Linked DNA regions of Athene noctua: region 2 is linked to region 1. The links are chromatin contacts, called in public Hi-C maps. All regions are on one chromosome and are shown on one strand. The core of a region is the stretch at or near the end of the contact, and the rest is flanking DNA. Distances in the headings are between cores, read along the strand shown.

Region 1 (4,697 bases), core at 523-3,022:
TATAACTAAAGCCCTAATGATGCAGGGACCAGATCTAATGATGGCAGTTTAGTCCCACACCTGCAGTCCCTGGCTTCTCAGCTGAGGTTGTTGCTGTTCAGGGTTTCTGGTTGTTTGTTTGGGTTTTTTTTCCCTTTCTCACTTTTTTCTCAGATTTGGATGCTAATTTTGCTGGAGGAACCCGTGTTACTATATGACTGTTATATACATGAAGCTTTGCCTCTTTGTAAATTCTGACTGCATTTAAATTGAGCTGGTGACAGGATGAACCCTCAGAGCCCTCACAACTGATCCTTGAGCAAGCAACTTCCTCTCTGAAAAAGGTTTATAAATGAACTCTTTCACTTTATCATTAAAGGGCAAAAAGCTTCTAGGCTTTAACACCTCACTTTTAAGTCATTAATTTTGAATGCCTAGATCTCTTTCATAAAAAGTAAGCTTCTAATCCAGACGTTTCAAAATGTTCCTCATTTAACATGCCCACATTTTCTGAGAAGTGTATGAATGCTTTATAGCTTTAAAAAAAAAACCTAGCAGATTTCTGACCTTAAGGTTGCAACCACAACTCAGTGCAATTCTGAATAGGCATAAGGGGTTTAACGTAGTCAGGGGACAAGTGGACAAACTGCATTGTTTCTTAAACCACTAAGAACTCTGTGCTCCCGTATGCTTATTTCTTACGCTGAAGGAGGGAGTCTATCCAAAGGGGCAGTTCTCTAATGTGACCTTTCAGCTTGTGTTCTCCTATGTGGTAACTTGTCAGCTGTGTGTCACTGAACCCCTGCAAGGTCTCGTAACATTATACCTGAATCGGAGGGCAGTATTGTGAAGGGAACATTTTTAGTTTCAATCTTTACTGGATGCTCCAGTAAAGCCCTCATTTTAAGCGGCACTCGCTCCACCGGCACTTTAGCTGCGTGGATCAGCTCTGGCGGCAGAGGGCTCTGGATCTGTATGCAGGTCCCAGGCCGTAAGGGGTGCAACACAACCGGGTTCTTCAGCTCTCCGGGGGGGATCCCAAAGCCCTCGCGCTGCTGCACCGTGCGGCCACCAGTGCTGGCCTGAGCCGGCCCGCACAGGGCTCCAGCCGGGCCATAGTCCTTTTCCCTCTTCACCCTGCAAGCCTTGAAGGCCGTGTTAGGCGGCTCCCCTTTGACATCACCGCCTCTCCGGGGCTCCTTCCTATTCCACCTCTTCTCCAGCGCCTTCACCTCCTCCTGGCTTGCTCCGCTGACCCCTTCATCGTCCCTTTCCCTCTTGATGGCGCCGCGGGCCCCCCCTTTACCCCTCCGCGGAGATGGGGAGCTCCTGGTCTCGACCCCCGACCCCCCGCCGTCCGTGCAGCTGCCCAGGGAGTTTCCCCCCTCCGGCTCGGGCTCCTCGACTTTGACTTGCAGCACGCTGAAGGGGCCCAAGAGCTCCCACCGCGGGGGGGAGGGCGGCGGGGGGCGGCTGGGGCGCGGGGGCCGCTCCGGGGTGGGCCTGGAGCGGAGCGGCCGCGCCCTCTCCCTCCGCTCCATCCCGCCGCGGCCGTTTGCTGCCCGCGGCCGTTGCGCCAACGCCCAACGGCCGCGCACCCATCCCCGCTCCCGCCCGCGCGCCGCGGGGACCGGAGCCGCCGCGCTCGGGCCGCGGCCGCTCGCCCCCCGCCCCGCCACGCCCCCCGCCGCCGGCGGGCGGCTGCAACCATAGAGAGGTCCGCCGAGACGCCTAGAGGGGCTCGCCGCCGTGCCCTTGGCGGGCGCCCGCCGCTTCCGCTTCCGCTGTGGCCATGCTGGGGTGCTGGCGGGCCGCCGCGGCTGTCTCTGTGGGGAGCGGGCGGTGGGCGGGCTGTGTGTGCGGCCGTCGCCGTCTCTCCATGGCGAAAAGCAAGTTCGAGTATGTGCGGGACTTCGAGACGGACGATAGCTGTCTGCCCAACTGCTGGATAGTGGTCCGGCTGGACGGCCGCAACTTCCACAGGTGAAGGCCGGGCGGGCAGCCAATGGCCGGGGCGTTTATAGCGGTGTGGTCGCTATGGCGACGCCTCAGCGAGCTGGAGGACGGGGGCTGGGAGACGGCGGGGCGTGGGAGGGAGTTTCCTCGGCTTAAAGGCGCTGGGAGTGCGGGCTCTGAGTGTTGTGTCGAGAAGAGGGGCCCCGACTGGTGCCGTACAGTTGGCCTTGGCCCACCCGGGTGAACTCTGTAGTTGCAAGGGTTACAAATCCTCCTTTCCCCCGAATCACTGTGAACCCTTCACTCGGCTTCTCCAGGGCGCGGAGTTACTACGGGTGTTTTGTCTTCAAGGGCCATGAGCACTTTCAGAACGTGCCTTTGACAGGGCGGTAGGGAAATGGTGCCTTGGGTGTGCTGGGGGGTGGACAGCAAGTGGTGTACAGGGATATTTAGTTGTCTTTGAAGTCAGTGTCTGTGTGGCATTTGCCTTTCTTTGGGATAAATAGAACACAGTTCTCTTGAGTGGTAGGTGACATGTTCTTGCTGTGTATTTGGTCTCTAGTTTGGCCATGGGGGGTTCTGGTAAAGCTCTCAAGTGTTGACAAGTTTATTGATACCATTGCTCTTGTGACTATAAAAGGCACCCTAGGAGAAAGTGAGTTTACAGAAAGCAGTATTTGACATCCTTTTCCAGGTAAAATACAAACCAGTCATTTTGAAGGACTGGTTAAGGTGAAAGAGAATGGGTTATCCAAAGTATCATATATAAAAGGATGTTTTTGTTATTGCTTCTCATACCTGGAGGGAATTCTCTGTCAGTACTGACAGGACACTGGAAATCAATATTCATGGAAGCAAATATGAGGAAAATGAACACGTTAATATTTTCAGTAGCTTTTTAAAGAGTTTTCATTCAACCATTTTTGCTTTGAAGGTTTTCTGAGCAGCATGAGTTCAAAAAGCCAAATGATGACCGTGCTCTTCATCTGATGACCAAGTGTGCCCAGACAGTGATGCAAGAGTTGGAGGATATTGCTATTGCTTATGGACAGAGTGATGAATATAGTTTTGTTTTCAAAAAGAATAGTAGATGGTTTAAAAGAAGAGCAAGGTAATAGCTGCTTTGATGCTAAAGTGAACTTGTTTTTAACATCTCTCTCTAAACCTGTAATTCTTCTTTGAATTTGCCTTTATGTACACACAGAGGTTAGGAGTAGGGCTGTATTTGGGTGCAATGCTACAGTTAGTTCAGGTTCTTCATGTGAACTCTTTGCATGTGTTCAGTGAAACAGATTTTTAAAAAAGCTTTGCTGAAACAAGTATTGGAAACATTGTTAGAACAAACATTCTTTTGATAAAATGTTACCTTTTCCAAACTTTCTCACTCGATTCTCAGTACTTCCTGTTCTTCAAAAGACTATGCTTATGCTAGTCTGCTTGGCCATTATTTAAGAAATGCCGCTATCCACCAGAATTATTTCTACTGATACCTCAGATAATCACAGATATATAATCATATTGATGTATTTCTTTCTTTTTCCTTTTCCTTTGTGTTTGCAAGTAAGTTCATGACTCATGTGGTCTCCCAGTTTGCCTCAAGTTACGTTTTCTATTGGAAGGATTACTTTAAGGACCAGCAACTTCTGTACCCACCAGGATTTGATGGACGAATTGTGTTGTACCCCAGCAACCAAAATTTAAAGGACTACCTCAGCTGGAGACAAGCCGATTGTAAGTGTTTCTAGAAACGGCAGTTTGTGCAGTTTGAGTTCTCTTCCTCTCTGAATATAAATGCCTTTATTGCCAGTGATTTTGTATATATAGGTATCAGTGAAAGAGCAGCAGGTAGGGTGGTAGTTTTACATAAACAGTATTAGAATTGTTTTGGGCTTTGTATGGATACAGCAATAACTGGCTGAAATTCTGAGTCTTCAGGCTACAACTGTATTTGTTGCATCCTGGAAGTGAGTTCAGCTCAGAAAATATTAGAATTATTAGTAGAATTAATTTTTTTTTTTTTATGTTCTGGGTTTGTTTAGCCAAGGTAATTAATCTTCTTTAATGAAGAGATGTCAGTGTTCAAATTCACACCATGTAGCAATCAGAAGTGCTGTGTACTCCATGCTCAAACAGACCATTGGATTTACTTTCTAGGCGTTTGTTAGTACCTAGTCTCTGTTGCTCAAGTTAAGATAATTTAGGTTACGTGTAAACACCCTTCACCCTCTGCTGTCCTTTTTCAGAATTACAATGAAATCTATCTTCTAGCCATTCTTATGATATGTAGTACCTTAAAAAAGGATCAGAAAGATTGTATTGTCTCTAGTAACTGATGTTATTAATTCCCTTTTATTCTTGGCTGGTTCTTCGATATGAGTCTGGAAATAAAGCTGGTTTTATTTAGTCAGATTTAGTAAATACTCTCTCTTTTTTTCTATAGGCCATATTAATAACCTTTATAATACAGTGTTTTGGATGCTTGTACAGCGAAGTGGTTTGACACCAGTGCAAGCACAGGATAGACTTCAGGTAAGAGGCTTTTGAGGTTGTGGTTTTTTCCAGCTACAAAGAAAATCATAAGGTTTGCAAAGCTGTGTCTTGCCTACCCAGCAGCCCTGGCTGGCTTGTCTGTTCTTACTGTAACAATAAGTGTACAGATGTTAATTTGATTAGCAAATAATGTATTTCTGGTCAAATATTAGCAGGATTTTAATTTCTTAATTAGCAAGTTCAGAAATCTTAGAAATGTCATATAAACATCC
Region 2 (4,441 bases), core at 238-2,737, 170 kb before region 1:
TTTATCTGCCTAGTCACTCACAACCTCCAACAGGTGTACAATAAACACTTTGCCTACTTGTACAACAGCAAAACAAAATACAACATATACCTTCAGAATCCATCCTGCCTCTCACTATGGTGAGCTAACAAGAAAAAGTGTTTTCTTCATGTCATTTCATCAATAATGCTACACATAGCTGCATCTTTGTCTAAAACCTGATCTCTCTTGCCACCAGAACGCTCTCTCTGCTTTTCACTCTGTCCAATGCAGTTGCTGCCATCATCAGTATCCATTGTTTCTGTTTTTATTCCCAGTCCTCCCTCTGAATGAGGCAGATCATCAGGCAAGGAAGCCAAGCAGTTCTGAATCATCTCTACAACTCGCTCTAAGTGCTTCTGAAATCGCTCTGCTGTTTCCAAACGCTGACGTTTCTGCACCTCCATCATGACTCTTAGTGTCTCCCTAGCTTGGTGAGGGCGATATTCATTTATAAGATGATGGACATGAACAAAAAGTAGTTTCAAGTCTTCCAGTTTCTCCTCCCGCTTTATACTCCCCGGACTCCTGATCAAGATATCCAAGAGGTCCAAAAAGTTGACCAGTATAGACATATTAAGTTTTCTTAATTCCTTCTTGTGATCAAACTGCATAGGATGTAACCTTTCAATACCCTGGCTCTCCAAGGGTCGAATAATTAGATCATCACATTGAAACTGATTACCAAACATCATATAACTGTCTTTCACAGGCGGAGGTGGCTTTGGAGCCAGGCCTTTACGGATATTTTCATCAGTATATTCTTTTATGTATTGCATTGGAGGCGGAGGAAGGGCACTCACTTGCTGAGGTTCACCCATTTTTGTCAGACGAAAATACCTAGGGAATGTCCCAAGAAATATATGTTAAACAATTTGTATAACAGCCTTATCATATAAGTAGAAACAAAGGCAATATAAGAGAGCTGGCCGCGCAAAAATGAGCTAGAAGCAAGCTATCCAGTGCGTAGAATTCGGGAAACTCCCACATAAATCCATGTTTGCTTTTCGCCAAACCGTTAGCTTTTAGCGGGATTAACTTCACTAGAAGCACATAAAGCATTCATTTCTCGAAAGACCAGCCTGTAAACAGAGCAGCCTTCCCTAGCCGAGGCCTGGCCCGCTAACACCCCGCCCCACAAGAGAGAAAGGGCGCAGCCCTCAGGGGAGAATGCGGCCTAGCACCCCGGGCCCACAGCTGCCGCCGCCTGCTGCGCTCCGGGCCGGGCCGGGCCAGGCTCTGGGAAGGCCCAAGCCTCGCCGCGGAGATCGCCAGGCCACCGCCGAAGAGAGAACCGGGAGCGCACTACGACAAGACCCCACCGACGACTGCGCACACACCCGGCGGAGGCGCCAGCCCCGCTCGCAGCCCGCAGCCGCGGGGACCACCCACCCTCACCTGCCCGCCGAGCTCCCTCAGCGCCACCGCCGGCACCCCGCTTCCGGCCAGCGGCCCGCCTCCCCTCCTCCCCATTGGCTCGCCTACCTCGGCAGGCACACTCTGATTGGCCCTCCCGAACACCGATCAGAAGCTTGCTCCACTCACGGCAGGGGCTCTTCTCGGCAGGCGGTGCCGAGCTCCGCGGGGCGGGCGGGCCCTTGCTGAGGGGCCGAGGCCGAGGCCGCAGTGCTGCTGTGGGCCGCCTAGCGGTGCGGGGTCCCTGCCCAGGAGCCGCTCCCGAGGCGGCGAGGCCAGAGGCATGTGGGGGTAGGAGCGGCCGGGCGGGCGTGTGCAGGCCTGGGGGCCCCCTCGGAGACGCCCCCGCTGCCCTGGAATACTGCTTAGAGACACGGGCTGACTCCTTCGGAGGAACCTATCGGCATCTGCCAAGGTGGTACTTGAGTTATTATGCGGTGATCATGTAGCGTGTGATCCTGTGGCGTGTAGTGAACGTACTGTTGTCCAAAAAGCGGATTCGTCGCCCGGTGTATCAATAATCACATGCTCAGGAGAGACATTGCTTATTTATTTTAGGATTGCACAAGCCTAGGTGCTCAGTGGTCTCCCACAAATCAAGCACATGTGTCATCTGGACTTATATTTGTACACAAATTTTGCAGAGTCAGTAATTTTCCAAGTCACACTCTCTAGGATGACTGGTTAGCAATTTATATACAGTTATAATACTGCTGACACAATACTTCTATGCATGCTCAAGGGAAGGTTCTTCACCTGGGCAAGGGTCTTTTTGACCTACAGGTGTGATTTTTAGTATTATAATAAGGGTAGTTGAGCTGAGGATACATGGGCCTTGAGTTTGCTTGCCCAGTTGGCAATGTAGCCTCTTCCAGGTCTAATTGTTGGGGGATGTCCTTGCTCAAAGAGGGATATTTACTTGTTCTTCTGATTAGGGATGCCGTTTGGCTTTAACATATACAAAGATCATCTTTCTTGACCTAAGCATAATATTACTACATTGTTCTAAAAGTTTAATCTCCAACAGTATGGTATGCAGTGCTTCCACGCATCAGAAATGCAGGCATTACCCTGGTCATGAAATGGAGACGTTACCCTGGAAAGTGTTTGCATCATTCCCTCAGCTGAATACACTAAACCTAACCACATAAAGACTGTTTCAAACAGCTGGGCTCCATTGGTTTTGTTTCAGTGTTGTTTTCGGAGGAGTTAAAGAAAAAAATGCGGATTTAAGTTTTTCACCTTTGGATCATGAGGAGCTGGGCTTGCTGGCATCACTTTTGTAGGAATTTCTGCCTGAAATGGCCAACAGGAAAGGATTTTTGACACTTGGCCATTTATGTCCCATTTTCTCTCCTCCTCAGCAGATGGCAGCAATGGCCTTTGTCTGACGGGAACCCTTTGTGTGTACATGCAATATCATTTACAGATTCACTTTTCAAGATTGAAAATGGTAATTTCGATTGAATTATAATTACTTTGGATCTTATTTATTTCTAAAACAATGCAAAGAAACTCCAGAACAGTTAGGTTTATTTGACTAGAAAACCTGAAAAAAATTACAGCTCACATTTTACTGAATATCTGAATATGTATTTAAATAAACCAAACCACACTTTACAATTGACAATAAGTGCAACCCCAGCTGCAACATAGTCTGATCTATTTTCCTTTGTAAGCAAAGTATACTTTGGGGAGGAAACAACCCCTTTTGAGACATTTTGTTCTCAGATGATGTAGCGAGTGCCTGTCACATTGGAAGGAACTGCAGTGAACTTGCTGAGCAGTCTCTCCCATTATGAAGTTCAGTGATGTTCTCTGGCAGTGCTGTACAGTACTTACACATTTTACCTGATGTTGCTGGTTACTTTAATTATGACATTGTTTCTGAGCGAGTTGGGGGGGTTCCGCCTGGAGAAGAGAAGGGTCTGGGGAGACCTTAGAGCGGCCTCCCAGTACTTAAAGGGGCTACAGGACAGATGGGGAGGGACTTGTTATCAGGGGGTGTAGGGATAGGGTGAGGAGTAAGGGTTTTAAACTGAAAGGGGGTAGATTGAGATTAGATATAAGGAAAAAACTCTTCACTGTGAGGGGGGTGAGGCACTGGAACAGGTTGCCCAGAGAAGCTGTGGCTGCCCCCTCCCTGGAAGGGTTCAAGGCCAGGTTGGACGGGGCTTTGGGCAACCTGGGCTAGTGGAAGGTAGTCCCTGCCCATGGCAGGGGGGTTGGATACTACATGATCTTTAATGTCCCTTCCAACCCAAACCATTCTATGATTCTTTGTCTCATACCTTTTCATTACTTAGTCCGAGTTAAAGATTTGCCCTGTTCTCTCTATTCACACAGATTGTCATCAGTGTGATTATAGTTTAGTATTTATCTATCAATATATGGTTATGGCCTCTATTATGTTTCCAAATATAGGCTCAAGGATACTCTTTTTAAGCAACTAGGCCTCAATTTATGCATATTGTCCAAAGGAGGGTATTCCTGCCATTCGGTAATGACTTACAACTTTGACTTAGGGAAAACTGACAGTGAATTGATCTGGGCACAATCTGTATTTGTTGGTAGTCTCTAGACTGACAGATCTGATGCCATCTGATATCTGAAGCAGTATCTTCACATTTTCTGCCCTCGATGCCATTACTTCTACTTAAAAAGTGAGACAAAGGTCCTTACATTAAGGATTTTGTGGTGCCTCAAGATGTGAATTAATCCAGTGTTCTTTTCAGAAACATGTCCACACAGACTGAAATGTCACGAGTGTGAATGGCTTGCTCAGACCCAGGAGCCTGGGTACAGAAAGCTCTTATTCTTTGTGCAGAAATATCCTAATGAGCAGCCACGGTGGGCAGCACAATGCAGAAAAAATGTAACAGGATAAGGTGGTTTGCCTGCATGATGTTCAGTTTTCAGCTTGTATGCTTTAATTATTTTGACGATCAAGACTTAAAAACCCCAGACAAGTTAAAGAATGAAGACAATTTATAAGTTGCCACCAGTC

The links. A called contact is a pair of places that touch in the nucleus more often than the background predicts.
Region 2: a contact with region 1 is called in a Hi-C map of heart, with 4 times the contacts expected there. The contact joins the promoter of MED7 here to the promoter of THG1L in region 1. A contact is called at or near these places in 2 of 2 Hi-C or Micro-C datasets (heart and liver).

The regions. Positions count from the first base shown.
Region 1 is chr12:15,670,919-15,675,615 of bAthNoc1.hap1.1, reverse strand. THG1L (tRNA-histidine guanylyltransferase 1 like) reads left to right here and starts at 1,772. Exons shown (of 6, transcript XM_074916328.1): 1 at 1,772-1,962; 2 at 2,870-3,046; 3 at 3,497-3,666; 4 at 4,376-4,464. The coding sequence starts at 1,772. SOX30 (SRY-box transcription factor 30) reads right to left here and starts at 912. Exons shown (of 5, transcript XM_074916189.1): 1 at 806-912. The coding sequence starts at 881.
Region 2 is chr12:15,845,203-15,849,643 of bAthNoc1.hap1.1, reverse strand. MED7 (mediator complex subunit 7) reads right to left here and starts at 1,487. Exons shown (of 2, transcript XM_074916050.1): 1 at 1,417-1,487; 2 at 1-858. The coding sequence starts at 839. The coding sequence ends at 147.